Linked DNA regions of Mus musculus: all the other regions are linked to region 1. Evidence: chromatin contacts called from public targeted proximity ligation data. All regions are on one chromosome and are shown on one strand. The core of a region is the stretch at or near the end of the contact, and the rest is flanking DNA. Distances in the headings are between cores, read along the strand shown.

Region 1 (3,647 bases), core at 642-3,141:
CTCAGTCAAGGTGTGTTTTTTAAACTTCGTCACATTTCCCAAAGCTATGAATTTCTGAAAATATGGCAGCAAGAAACATATGCTATCTCTTAGATAATGTCCTTGTCTTTACAAATATGTCTAATCTGAATCTGATGGCAAGGCAACCTGCAGGACATCCCATGGCCAGCTAGCATGGGCTCTTCAAAAGGTTCCATAATAGGAATTGTGAAAGAGGTTATTGTCTTAGACTAAAAGGAACTAGAGGCTGGAGGCCACAGCTAGATCCTGTCACTTAAAACTTAGTGTGTTGGAAGGGACAAACCTTGGAGTAGCCAGTCTGTTGTTACAAAAGCCAGCATTTGTCTTCTCAGAGGCTCTGTAGAGCCACAGCTAGGCCCAGAATAAGGCTCCTCTGGGCGTTGTACCCTTGGTGTGGCAGGCTAGCTGAGCAGAGGTAGGGAAAAGACATCTCAGAATGGAAGAGCTTCGTCATGACCCGTTTGCCTTTCACTCCATGGAGCTGGAAATGGTGTGGGGAGTATTCTCACGAAAGTTCAACGACAGAACACACAGACTCGGCCAACCACTCTACATTCAGGAGAAACTGTGATCACTGGCCCTCGGGGACCATGAAATACATCACTCCCAGTGCAAAGGGTAGAGCTGATGGCTACATTTCACGTCACCAAAATGACATCTTTTTTTTTTTTTTTTTTTTTTTTAAGGTGAGCTTTCTGAGATTTCTACCAGACGATAACTTTCTATGTCCTTTCCAAACACCGGGTTAAGGAACTATTTTAAAGATTTATTTGTGAATTCACTGTTCTATGTGACTCTCAATGTGTGGACAGTGTTTGGGGAATCCAGAGGAGGCATTCGCTCACCTGGAACTGAGTTTTCTCTTTTTTTGAAAAAAAAATTATTTATTTATTATATTTTATTATATGTAAATATACACTGTAGCTGTCTTCAGACACCCCAGAAGAGGGCATCAGATCTCATTGCAGATGGTTGTGAGACACCATGTGGTTGCTGGGATTTGAACTCACGACCTTCAGAAGAGCAGTCAGTGCTGTTCACCGCTGAGCCATCTCTCCAGCCCTGGAACTGAGTTTTCAGGTGGTTGTGAGCCACTGTGTGAATGCTGGAAACTGAACCCAGACCCTCTGAGAGACCAGGGAGCATTCTTAACAACAGAGTCATCTCTTCAGCCCAAGGAAATAGATATATTGAAAAGCCTCTAAAGTGTGAAAAAAAAATTGAGGTGCAGTCACCAGAGGAAGTAGGAGTGACACAATCAACTTTTTTTCCTACTATTTATTTTTTCCTTGCCCACACCCTTTTATTAGACAGATTCTCATTTTTTAGACTAGGGTGGCTTTGAACTCACCAACATCAACCTGCCTCTGCCATGGAATTAACTTTCTGGTACCCCTGGGGGATGGAATTGTTATTCACCCTCTAATAGTGACTGGGTTCAGAACCTTTTAACTGCCCCTCCCCTGCACCCTAGGTTTGTCATTTTTTTCCTCTGTAGATCTGCAAGAGTGAAATCAGGATGATTTCCCACAGAAGGAGCTCGCCCAAGCCTTCTAAACTGAATTCCCCCAAGAAAGGGAAGAGCCTGTTTGTGGGCACAGACTCTCCTGGTGCCGGGAGCAGATCATTCAGGGAGGAGGGGGCCTGAAGCCCCTTAGGGATCTCCGCTCTCTGGAGACAAGGATCTTGGGTTTCACAAAGGAATTTACAGAGCTGAGCACCCATCTCAGCTGGCGCAGGCTGTGGTTGTTTATCAGGGATGAAAAAAATGTCCTCTCACCGAAAAGGAATGCTTCGCAAGGAAATGACTCCAGGGAACATTACCAAATGGCTCCCCGGGGAGCCAGTTTGGTTTGGCAACAGATCAGAATCACCAACCTGGGCTAGTCACACTGGGCGGGGCAGGGTCACCGGAGCTTTGGGAAAGGACAGCTGTCCTCTTTTCTAGGTAAATGATGTATGGCAACCGGAGGAGTTAAGAAAGGAGAAGCAAGAAATCATATACAACACCACAAGTGGCTTTTAGTTTGTTAGTTTCCTTTCTTCTTCTCTCTCAGCTCCACGCGGCACCTACAGTCTCTTCCAAACCATGTTTGGGGATGCTGCGGAGAATGAGGAAATTGCTCTGCTCACTGGCATGCACACAGATAAGGTGGAGAAAAAGGACGGCCTTCCTTATTTGGTGGCCCTCACAGCCACCGCGCTTCTGCCTCTCCTCCAGCAGCAGAAGCCCTCAGACCGTTTAGCACTTCCTTATCTAGGAATTCCAAGGCCCACCACAGTCCGCCCGGATGTGCTTCACCCAATGGCCGGCCACTTGCCTCCTCTCAAGAGGACAAGCAGATTACATAGCTCACGTGCCTCTGGCATACCAGCCAGACCCCAGCTCTGAAAAGGAAGCAGCCACAAAAGGACGGAGATGCTTGGTGGGGATTGGGGGTTTGTTGTTGTTTGTTGTTGTTGTTGTTGTTGGTGGTGGTGGTGGTGGTGGTGGTGGTGGTGGTGGTGGTGGTGGTGGTGGTGGTTGTTCGTGGCTCAGACCCTGAACTGAGCCTAGTCTTATGGGGGGAAGTGCTTTCCTCTCCAGGTGAGCTCTTCAATCTCTCTGGTAGCATTACAAATGAGGAAATTAGCAGCTGCAGCGGCTAATTAACTACTCAAACTCACACAGCAAGTAAATGTGGAGGGAGGAGCCACAACTCCAAGCCAAGCTAACTCCTGTCTAGTGGCCGGCACTCATCAGCAAGCTTTGTCCAGCTCTGCCTTTGTTGACTGGAAGAGACAAGGTTCCTTTCAGATGCTGTATCTAAAGGTGCACTTGGGCTGAGCATCAGCATCACCATGGTTACAAACAAAAGATCCTGTATCTGAGAGCAAGACAAGGAAGAAAATATTTACTGAATTGACCAATGCATACATGAGGATAATAATATATGAACAAAGGGAGCCAGTCAGATAGGGTCAGCAGGTAGAGGACTAGCTGTCCATGCCTGGTGACTCCATTTTGACTTATGGAAACTATGTAAAGGGAAAAAAGAACTGGCTGCATAAACCTGCCCTCTCATCTCCACATGCGTGCCACAGCACATGCCCACAACATACACACACACACACACACACACACGTAAACACACAAATACAAGTGTGCATACAAAATCATGCACACATGCACATAGAAAACACACCAATAATAATAATAAATAAAATTTAAATATATGAATCAAAGTGGAAGAAATATGCCATCTATTTATAAATCTCTCAATATAAATGAGTTGAATAAGTCTCTTAAGGTGACAGCTAATCTTAGGGATCATAAATTCTACCTCTGCTATAAACCTAGTATGATTAAAAACAGAACTTTGAACAGATACTTGTTTTAGAATCATTACTTATTTTTAAATATTTTATTAATTATATGTATGGATGTGCACTGCTTATGTGCCTGATGACCAAAAAAAAAAAAAAAAAAAGCAAAACAAAGTTGTCAAATACCCTAAGACTGAAGTCACAGACTGCTGAGAGCCACCGTGTGTGCTGCGAACTGAACCCTGGTCTTCTGCAATTGTTCTTAACTGATGAACCAACTTTCCAGCCCCTGGAACAGATATTTCTACACCCATGTTTAT
Region 2 (3,647 bases), core at 860-3,359, 260 kb after region 1:
AACTGCTAGACCCTTGGACTTCCATTCACAGCTACTGCTGACCATTGTTGGGAGTTGGACTGCAGACTGTAAGTCATCAACGAATTTCCTTACTGTATAGAGACTACCCATAAGCTCTGTGACTCTAGAGAACCCTGATTAATACGACATCTCTCGCTGGTCATCTGTAGCAGATGCTCCTATTCTTTACAGCATTTTAAAAATTACCCGGCTTGAAAATCACCAAAAGCGAGGAGCAATTGGGTGTAAAATCGGCGGTGGAGCCATTTCCCCAGGTGCGGTTTGGATCTCTGGAGTCTTGGATGACAAGCATGGGAGCCCAGAAAGTGCTAAAGGGATGGATAGCCCAGAGGGTAAAAATCAGTGATACAGAACTGAACCCCCACCCCACCCCCACTACTAATTCACTGCTGCTGTGCTGATTCTCCCTCCCCCCTTTCCTCCCCCCCCCCCCTTTTCTCCCTCTCACCACTTTCTCTTTCACACTCAATGCTGTTTTAGCTGCCGCAGTTTCCTCTCTGGAACCAGTGGTGTATAAGCCAGCAAGTTCAAGGAATGTATTGAACATTGCTATCTGGATACAATGTGGCAAGTTTTCCTTGAGCTTCAGGTTTAAACTTCTCCATAAAATCTTAGAAATGGTGACGTTCCTAACATTCCCAATGTGTGAACTACGCATAGAGAAATCTGTGAACTATCTAGTAAATTTGTAACTGTGTTGCATACGCAACAGTGTTTGTGATTAAACTAGGTTCTGTGCATTCAGGTTATGCCCTAACTGTTCAGTGAGGCTAGAGATACACAAGCTGTTATTTTTATAGCATCAGAACTACCCGTTTTGTCCCTACTAGAATCACTACACTGGTCATAGTCTTTGCTTCTTTGATCCTCCATGCTGTCCTGTCTTGAGCTCAGATACCATGTACTGATAATGCTGACAATTTCCTAACTACTGGACATTTTAAATATGTAATATGTTTAGTCCAACAACTCTAAAACCAGTGTCTGCCACCCTTCTACATAGCAGCCATGGCCCTCTATGCCTGTCGCAAATAATCTATGGAAAATATACCCACAGTCACAGATGCTAGTATTCCAAATTGGCAAGTCTGTACGCCAAAGTTTATTGATAAGTTAATTATTTGAGCCAAGCTCCAAACTCATTCTTCCTATAGAAATAATGTTGTAAGTCACTATTGGTAGTCTTTTACTGACAGTCTGCACACCTAGATGATGTTTGGCTGACTGTATCATGGTCAAGATCCAAAGGGGTTTTAAGGGCATGCAATCCCCCCACCCTCACTCCCATGCACCGTATACTAGATTCTACCAGAATCCCTAGTGGGGTGTTTATGCTTAACAGCAACTGGAGGACATGTTGTGTCAACACTTCGGCAACTCCTATCAGATTAATAAGAAGTTGGCTTTTTAATCTCTGGGGTATAAAACAGCCCCGTTGCTATCAAAGAATTGCTAGGTGTCTGGCTCCGCATGACCCATCACTACAAAGAGCAAGCAGGATACTGCCTCTGGCTGCAGAGCTTAATTCACATCTAGAAGAAGCACATGTTGTATCAACAGAGAATGGAGATGTGGGTGCCCCTGTCACATCCTGGAAGGAAAGTTGCTTCTATGAAAAGAAACCGTGGAGGTTGTAAACACCACCAGCTAACCAGCCTTGACTAGACACTTATAGAACAAATGTAATTTCCAAAGAGAACCTGGGGCGGGGGGGGGGGGGGGTTGTTGTTGAAGGTTTAAAAAGTATCACAGAAAAGGGGAGTGAGTGTATGAAGAAGGCATCTCCTGAGGTGACTGGTAGGTTGTGAGGGAAAGCCTTGTAGAGGCTCTACTCAGAGGAGACTGAGCCCTTCCTTAGGGCTCTGCTGTGCTGGTGTCTAGAACAAGGGGGATGCTGGGTAGATGGGAAGGATGGGAGACAGCAATCCAGGGGTCAGAACAAAGAACAGTGTCTCAGCAGGGAGCTAGGACTGGCCCTGCGACCTTTATCCCCTATTGTCTGTTTCAGCCTGAAGACTCTATCTTCAGCCCTTTGCTTAGGCCTTGCTCTGTGCTCATTTCCTGCCACCTTCCCCCCTCCCCGCCCCCACTACCTGCCAGCTGAGTACCTTAACTCCTTCATGTCTTGTTCAAGTGTGCTCTGACTAGAGTCCTTTAACCCCTCCCCTTTAAAAAGATGAGTAGAACACTTGGAAAATTTGTGTGTGGTTCTTGCACAAGGGCCGTGTCATCTTCCCTATACTGTTCCAGTTTTAGTAATTGTGCAGCTGAAGTGAGCAAGCGAGTGAGCCCTAACCTCCCTTTTAAACATATCACTCCATTCCCCCAAAGTTCCCCTTGGCTCTCCTTTCCTTTATAGATAGCGGCTATTGCTACCTGACTTCTATTCCGTATTTTCTGCTTTCTTCCACCACACTGTAAATTCCAATCGGGGAGCCTGGTTCTCAGCTGTGTATCCTGTGCTGAGGACTGAGAATTTGGTTGGAAAGAGCGTTGCTCCTTAGAAAAGTATTTACAGAAGGGGATCCTTTTGGGCCTGTGTCTTGTATTCAATCACTAGATCATGATTAGTCTGCCAGTGTGGAGGGTGATTCTGTTAGTGCTTAGATTTCTCTGTTAGAAGCCTGGGGGTGGGGCACCATTTGTCTTGCCCCTTTTGGTGTTGAATCTTTCCAAGTTTTATTTTGACATACTCAAAGCCCATGGACGAGTCACAAGAGCTTTGCAAAGGGAAGTCCGTGTTCCCCGCTATTCACCATTTGCCCCACACACCACCATACCCTCTGTACCTCTCTGTTCGGTGTTTCCCTGTATAATTCTCGCAGCTGTTTATGTCACATTTAATTTTATCACCTAAGAAGGAGACTCCGTGTCATGTTCAGGGATTGTAACATGGACACAGCACAGCTAGCTCAGTGTGCACACCTTTCTATCCTGTTTCCACCCTGTCTAAACACAGCAACGACAGTTGAAGTCAGTGAGCCCACCCGGAATTGCACATTGCACTTGGTTGTCCCATTCCTTTAAGCTTCCTAGTATGTATTTGTTTTTTATTGTTTTTCTAAAGCTTATGTCATTTGTTTCGTTAAGTGGCCCTTGCCAGGGCTTGCTTTATATTTCCCTATTGTTAGAGTCAAGATAGACTTTTGGCAGGAGTTATGTATGGCACAGACAACAATGTATCCTTGTAAGTACCTGAACTTAGGAGCTATGGGATGTATCTTTACTAGTGTTGTCAACTGTGAGCTCCTTTGTCTCATTCCCTCACTAGTACATAGTGAGTACTTGTAACTTAAAATTTTGCAACATAAAATTTTGTTACATAGAACTATAGAATTTTGGGCTGGTGAGATGGCTCAGTGGGTAAGAGCACCCGACTGCTCTTCCGAAGGTCCGGAGTTCAAATCCCAGCAACCACATGGTGGCTCACAACCATCCGTAACAAGATCTGACTCCCTCTTCTGGAGTGTCTGAAGACAGCTACAGTGTACTTACATATAATAAATAAATAAATAAATAAAAAGATTTAGTCTTTAAAAAAAAAAAGAACTATAGAATTTGACTGGACAAGTATTGTAAAACTACTTAAATATTTGGTTCCTCGACATTCTTTACCTGTTTGATCC
Region 3 (3,647 bases), core at 403-2,902, 230 kb after region 1:
AAAAGCCACATATTATCTTTAATTATAATTCAGGGCCACAAATGCTCTGTCGGGGCATACGTTCTTAATTTTAATTAATTAATTAATTAGTTAGTTAATTAATTGTTTTTTTCAAGACAAGGTCTTTTTGTGTAGCTCTGACTGTCCTGGAACTCACTCTGTAGACCAGGCTGGCCTCGAACTCAAATTCACCTGCCTCTCTCTGCCTCCCTGAAATGGGACTAAAGGAACATCCTGCCGTGCCCCCAGGTAGGGCATTTAAAAAAAAAAAAAAAAAAACTTGCAGATTCTTTGCGTATATGTGATGGCTTCTAGTTTTGTGTTTTTATGGGATTCCTGTTTGTACAAACGTGTGTGTGTCTCTGTGTCTATACGGGGTTCGTGTGCTTTCATTTGGCTCTTGTTTTGTCCTATTTCAGTTTGTGTGGTTTTGCTATATCATATTTTATTTTATTATTGTTCTAGAGGTTTTCTCTTAGTTTTCTAAGGACAGACGGAAAAGTGGTGGATTCAGATTGAAGGCGATGTGTGTGGGGGGGTATTGGGGGAATTGGAGGAGGACACTATCATCAGAATATATTGTATGGAAAATCTATCTCCAATCCTAGGACAAATGATCTTGTGCCACAAATCATATTCTAAGAGTAAATAGATGGATTAACGGACCAGAGTCTTTTTGCTATGTAGAAAAGAATTCTTTGCTTACTTGCTTCAGGCAACTTACCTGCTGGAGCTGAAGCCCCACCAGCCTTATTATATTTGCCTTGGTCTTCCTCCAGTCCCCAGAGAGCTGGAATTACCCGTGTGAGCCACTACACCTGACTTAAGATTCACTTGAATACTGTGTGTGTGTGTGTGTGTGTGTGTGTGTGTGTGTGTGTGTGAATGTGTGTATGTGTGTGTTCCCACATCTTAAAAAAAATAGTAAGATAACCAGGAGGGTTTCAGTTACTCGGGTAGCCTACAAGTCAGGACAACTAGAAGTGTTAAAAGATCCATCTTTGGGGGCAAGTTCTGTGCTTATGAAATTGGGTTAGTAAGACTTCATGTGAGATTTGTTAGCCCGGTCATGTGCATTTTCTGCCAGCCCTTCCTGGGATGCTCTGTTAGTTTCATGTTCCTGTGAGAAGACACCTGTGATAAACCTAGAGAAAGAAGAGAAGTTTCATTTGGCTCACCCTTCCGGAGGATTCCCTACGTTTAGTCAGCCATGCTGCTTCTGAACCTGGGTCAAGGTAGGGCAACATGGCAGGCAGGAAGCCAATCTGTTAGGAAGCCCTTCACATGGTGGACAGGAAGCACAGAGAGAGAGAGACAGAGACAGAGACAGACAGACAGAGAGACAGACAGAGAGACAGAATAAGGGTTAGTGTTCCAGTGTACCCTCAGAAATCGCATCCCGTTACCTAGCTTATTTCCATGATAGCACCTCCCAAACTCTCACAGCTTCTTGGTAGTCCCACAGTGCTGGCCAACAGCCCCACCCTCGATTCCTCAAAACTATTAATGAATGCCACGCAATAATGGTGACCACAAAAGGCAACAGGAGGGAGAGACACACAAAAATGTAGGAGATAAGAACCAAACAGTCCAGTGACTGCTGACCTAGTAGACAGGAGAAAGCTGATACCTCAGTGTCCTGAGGGGGTTGGACTGAATACGGGAAGAAGCGCCTGGCTTATCGCTAGAATCTGGGAAGGCTCTGGAAGCAGGAGCTGTTGGGCAGAGAGAGGCCACAAAATGCAGGCCTGTTTGAAAGCCTGGGGAGGGAGTTAGAAATCTGCTTCTATCACAACCAACCAAATGAAATCCTAATGAAATGTTTCTCAGCTGAATAAAAATAAATGAAAGATTCATTACCACGAACAGATAGAGAAGAGTAAAAGGCTCAGCACACACACACACACACACACACACACACACACACACTACCTAATGTACAAACCATAACACTGGAAAATTACAGTATATCAAGAACATGAATATACAAATCACCGTATAGTCGAAACAGGTCCTATGTAAAAAGATTGAAAGCAGGATGGTGTTCAATAATTTAACACCAACGCTGGATCCTTACAAGCCTTGAGCCTTAGCAGTCAGGAGGCAGAGGCAGGCAGAAATCTGTGAACCTTGTGTACATAGCAAGTTCTAAGACCACCAGAGCTACACAATAGAGAAACACTGTCAAGATATATAAACAAACACATAAGACAAAAAAAAAAAAAAAAAAGAACTCTGAATTACTTCCTTAAAAATTCAGAGAGATGGTCCAGGAGCCACGGGTTACCGTGCAGACACGGCCAAGTCCAAGAACCTCACCACACACAACCAGTCCTACAAATGGCACAGAAATGGCATCAAGAAACTCTGGTTACAAAGATACGAATCTCTTAAGGGGGCTGACTCCAAGTTCCTGAGAAACATGTGCTTCGCCTCTAAGAAGCACAAGAAAGGCCTGAAGAAGATGCAGGCCAACAATGCAGTGAGCGCATGCGCAGAGGCCATCAAGGCCCTGGTGAAGCCTCAGGCCATCAAGCCCAAGATGCCAAAGGGACAAAGCCGCAAACTCAGCCACCTGGCTTTCCTCACCCCAAGCTTCGGAAGCAGATTCGAAGCTACATGGCCAAGGGGCATAGGCTCTGCCATAGGTTCAAGTCAAGGCAGAGGCCAAAGCTTCAGCCCAGGCTCCCAAAGGTGTCCAGGCCCCTGTGAAGACCCCCATAGAAAAGGTTCCTGCCAATGTGAAGACAGATGTTTGTCTGTGACACACCTACCCACATGCTATTTGCAGATGACCAGTGTCCTATGCTGTTTTTACAAATAAACTTGAGGCAAGAAAAAAAATTCAAATAGATATTATTTTCAATCTAAAAATTTTAAAAATCCATGCAAAGTATGTATGAAGTAGAAGAATTAAGACTATTTAATTGATACATATTACTGGGCGTTATTTTTATATTAACATGTGGGAATAAGTCAGGGAAGAAAAACATACGGGATTCCAGAAACATGTAACTGAACATGTAACATGTAAACAGAAGGAAAAAGACCAAAGGAAACTCGAGAAGGACAGTTTAAAAAGCAGTCTAGCAGCCTTAGAGGAAGCCAGCCCAGTCAGAGAGACAGCAGGATGGCTTCGGGAAAGAGACCGACATGAATTTCCAAATAAAAGCTAAACGGTTGTGCAATCTTACCCTTCAGACCTAGTGTAAAACGCCCTTCAGAGGGGCTTTCCAAGGGCTTATCAGTTAAGAAAAACTGTCAAGTGGGATTGGTGGAGGCCCTACCAGAAAGTCCCAGTAGCTGGGCAAAGCAGTTCACACTGTTAATCCCAGCACTCGGAGGCAAAGGGAGGAGGAACTTGGATCTGTGGGTGCAGGGCAAGCCTGGTCCACATAGGGAGTACCAGGACAGCCAAGGCTACATAGTAAGACCTCGTCTTAAACCAAAAGGAAAAAAATAAAGTCTATACAGCTGTAATATAATAGAAACTTTCTAAATTGTAACTTAAAGGAGAACTTAGTTACTGTTTTTCCTGTGATCCAGTTCAGGGTGAGCATTTGAAGCGAATGATGTCACCCACTATCCATGAAGGCTTGCCCTCACCTCTAGGGTTAGAACCTGGTCAGTCTGTGTTATGCTCTGGA
Region 4 (3,647 bases), core at 473-2,972, 160 kb after region 1:
CTGTAGATCAGGCTGGCCTTGAGCTCAAGGATAATCTGCCTGCCTCTGCCTCCTGGGTGCTGGGATTTAAGTCAGCACCATCAACACCCAGGACACGTTTCTTATTACCACAGCACCCAGCGCCTTAGCAAAGCACTTCCTGAACCTGTTAACAGCCAAGTCTCTAATGCCCCTCATCAGCTGCCCAGGGCTGTCACCTTTTTCTCCCCTTAACATTTTTCTTCCACTTAGTACCTTCTATCTTTCATCCAGGGATCTTCTTCGCATCCCCCAACCCCATGGTCATAGCCTCCTCAGCATGTAATGTAGTAAAACCTTTTCTCAGCTTCTGTTTCTTCAGTCTGGCACCCTGAATCTTTAGGGTTACCAACATAACAGAGGTTCCCGCAAGTTTAGGGAGGCACAAGGTGCCAGAATGTTTTTGTCTCTGGCACACAGGTGTGTGTGTGTGTGTGTGTGTGTGTGTGTGTGTGTGTGTGTATGTGTGTGTGTGTGTGCGTGTGTGTGTTTGTGTATAATATACATCGATTTACATATATGAATATATATAACTATATATACTTATATTCTTGTATGTATAAATATATAGTAAATACATGGATGGATGAAAGCGATAACCTTCATCTCATATATATGTGTGTGTATATATATATGTATATGTATGTGTGTGTGTGTGTGTGTGTGTGTTTATTATACTTGGCACTTTGTGGGTACTCAATTAAAAGTTTCCATTTCACTTTGATGGCAATTATAGAGTAAGGGAAAAGCAGTCAATTTACAATTTTATAGAGAGTCTCGGTACTACTGAGTTTTTCTCATTCGCAATATGCTTGCTCCTATCTCTAATGCCTCTGACCCTGAAACAAGTTTCATAGACAGATCCACAGGTTGGGCTTTATGACCTCTAAGGCCTGGAGTTGTGCTGCTCAACGTGGGAAATACTAGCCATTTGAGCCTATTAGAATTAAATTTTAATAAAATAAAATCTACAATGGCCACTACTTCAGGCAGTACTAACAAGGAATGCTTCCAACACAGCAGGAAGTTCTGTTGGACAGCTCCAGTCATCACAGAGGGAAAAATGCTATAGTGTGAATAAAAAGAAATTCTCCCAAGGTCAAGGCTTTAAAGCAGTGGTTCTCGACCTTTCTATTGCCATAACTCTTTAATACAGTTCCTGGTGTAGTGGTGAACCCCACCACACCCCCCCACCCACCCATAAAACTACTCCGTTGCTTCTTCATAACTTTGCTACTATTACAATATAAACATCTGACACGCAGGATATCAGATATGTGATCCCTATAGGGTCGTGACCCACACATTGAGAACCACTGCTTTAAAGGCTCAGCCCCCTACAGGTGGTATTACTGGGGGTGTTGGTGAGTGGTGGAAGAATTGGGAGGTTCATAGAGCATTGGACACATGATCTCTAAAGGGATTGTAGAACTTCCACCTCTCTCTCTCTCTCTCCCTCTCTCTCTCTCTCTCTCTCTCTCTCTCTCTCTCTCTCTCCTCCTTCCTCTTTCCTTTCTACCCTTTTCTCTTCTATTATCGCCTCAAGATCTCACAGCTCACTCTGACATGCACTTCTGCCAAGACACACTGCCCTCACCAGAGGTCATAAACGAATGGGCTGCCTAATCTTGCACTAGTACTAACAGAGACAGGACACAAAATAAACCTTTTACTGCCTAAGTGGCCTGCCTCCCGTCTTTTATTGTACTGATGCAAAGCTGACTAATACACAGAGAATGTCTTAGGAAACTTCACTGCAGCCTTCCTGAGCTTAGTCATCGTGGAAACCAAGCACCCAGATGTTCAAGCCCTTTGGAACTGGATGATAAGGCAGAGATAAGGATGGCAGACAGGATCATAGGAAAGACAATGGGGACAGATATGGGTCCCCTTATGTAAACCTGCAGGCTCTAGTCTACTTAAGATCAACATGGCTCTGACAAAGACAAGGCAGAAGCCTTCTGAAAGACTCCAGCTTTGGGCGTGAGAAAGAAACGGTTTGGAAAAAGAGTCTGAGGTGATTTATTGCATCTAAGCATGAAATGAGAATGGGACTTGATTATCTGGATTATTTCTAAGAGGAAAATGTCTGACAATGTAACCGGGAAGGCAGCTTACAGAAGCTCCTCTTGTGCGGCCTCAGACCCTCTCTTTTTCCTGACCCGTTTCCCGGTGCTTCACAGAACCAGAAGTAGAACCCATTGGCTGTAGAATGGTGATATTTTATTTAACGAGAAACCATAAAATTATGAATATGAATAAACAAAAATATGAGAATTTAGCCTACAGATTCTTGGAATCTTAGTAACATCTCAGTCTATTCTTCTGTGACCTCTGAGGGATCTTTTTGGGCCATTTACCAGAAATGACTAGAAAGAAATGCTTCCCGATAGATAGCAGCTTGATTGTCTCCCACCACGAACATTCCAGTTCTTAGGAATAGCAGACATCTGCAGGAACTGTGTGAGGAGAATCTCTAGAACTCGACTTTCTTAGTTTCATGGCAAATCCACCTTTGATCACAAACTATGGGTGGGGTTGGAGGGTGACCCCAGACACTCTGGGCTTCTATATCTTTTTCCTTCTAGAAATGAAAATGACTTCACAAAGGTAAAGGTCTTCTCCCACCATTCCTTATCAGTTAACCTTAGGAATCAAATTATAAGGCTCCCCAGCCCTTGCTTGAGCCCAGAAACTATTTTGCCTGGTGGGGAGTAGTATCTGCATGGCTATAACCCCTGTACTGGGCGATTTTGTGTCAACTTGACACAGCTGGAAGGAGATTCAGCTGGGAAATGCCTCCATGAGATCCAGCTGTAAGGCATTTTCTCAATTAGTGATCAAGGGGGAAAGACCCATTGTGGGTGGTGCCATCCTTGGGCTGGTAGTTTTGGGTTCAATAGGAGAACAAGCTGAGCAAGCCAGGGGAAGCATGCCAGTGAGTAACATTCCTCCACGGCCTCTGCATCAGCTCCTGCTTCCTGACCTGCTTGAGTTCCAGTCCTGACTTCCTTTGGTGATAAACAGCAACATGGAAGTGTAAGCTGAATAAACCCTTTCCTCCCCAAATTGCTTCTTGGTCATGTTTGTGCAGGAATAGAAACCCTAACTAAGACAACAACCAAACTTAGAATCAGAAGACAAGAGTGAAAAGCACCTCGCCCACATTTCATAAGAAATGAGAGCTTAGAAACATCCAACCATTGTTCCAGTCTTAGTTCCCTTGTCTAAAAACTAAAAGTAGCCTAGAGACTTCTTGGGCTTGGTCTGTATAGTAATGTAAGTAAAAATGTATAGCCTATAATGAGTGGTTCATGAACACAGACTGCCTCGTGTGTCTAGGGCTATCACTTGAGGAAAGTCTGTGTACTCTAGGCGTTCAGACGACATCACTCCCCTTCTCCACCCACTCCCCTCCCTACAGGTTCTTTAACCACATTTTTTACGTTTGTTTGGTGACCCACTGAGTTTTTCCAGGGCTGTCTGTGTGACCATGGGTTTGGAGCTACCCACTGAGGCCTGGTGTGAATTCATCATTGACTACTCAAATGAAGACAGTGGCTGCCCTACCCCTAGAACTTGTCCATAACCAATAACATTACTTAGGGTTTGTTGTTGTTGTTTGACAA

What was found.
Region 2: a contact with region 1 is called in a targeted proximity ligation map of extraembryonic endoderm stem cells. A contact is called at or near these places in 7 of 39 promoter capture datasets (3T3-L1-derived adipocytes, the C10 cell line, the HPC-7 cell line and 3 more), 8 of 130 datasets of targeted methods (the NIH/3T3 cell line, embryonic basal ganglia, embryonic stem cells and 4 more) and 5 of 9 other capture datasets (adipose tissue, embryonic stem cells, embryonic trunk and 2 more).
Region 3: a contact with region 1 is called in a targeted proximity ligation map of extraembryonic endoderm stem cells. A contact is called at or near these places in 9 of 39 promoter capture datasets (the 3T3-L1 cell line, the C10 cell line, cranial neural crest and 5 more), 8 of 484 Hi-C or Micro-C datasets (the AML12 cell line, the HPC-7 cell line, cumulus cells and 5 more), 5 of 130 datasets of targeted methods (the NIH/3T3 cell line, embryonic basal ganglia, embryonic forebrain and 2 more) and 4 of 9 other capture datasets (adipose tissue, embryonic stem cells, embryonic trunk and 1 more).
Region 4: a targeted proximity ligation map of trophoblast stem cells shows a contact between it and region 1, with 22 read pairs. A contact is called at or near these places in 1 of 39 promoter capture datasets (frontonasal cranial neural crest) and 3 of 130 datasets of targeted methods (extraembryonic endoderm stem cells, pancreatic cancer cells and trophoblast stem cells).

Annotation. Positions count from the first base shown.
Region 1 is chr19:36,127,585-36,131,231 of GRCm38.p6, forward strand. No RefSeq gene overlaps it. Among named protein-coding and RNA genes, the nearest start is that of Ankrd1, 9.6 kb to the left of the region's middle.
Region 2 is chr19:36,382,597-36,386,243 of GRCm38.p6, forward strand. It overlaps a transcript of Pcgf5 not described here. Among named protein-coding and RNA genes, the nearest start is that of Pcgf5, 25 kb to the right of the region's middle.
Region 3 is chr19:36,359,044-36,362,690 of GRCm38.p6, forward strand. It overlaps a transcript of Pcgf5 not described here. Among named protein-coding and RNA genes, the nearest start is that of Pcgf5, 49 kb to the right of the region's middle.
Region 4 is chr19:36,289,234-36,292,880 of GRCm38.p6, forward strand. No RefSeq gene overlaps it. Among named protein-coding and RNA genes, the nearest start is that of Gm32027, 27 kb to the left of the region's middle.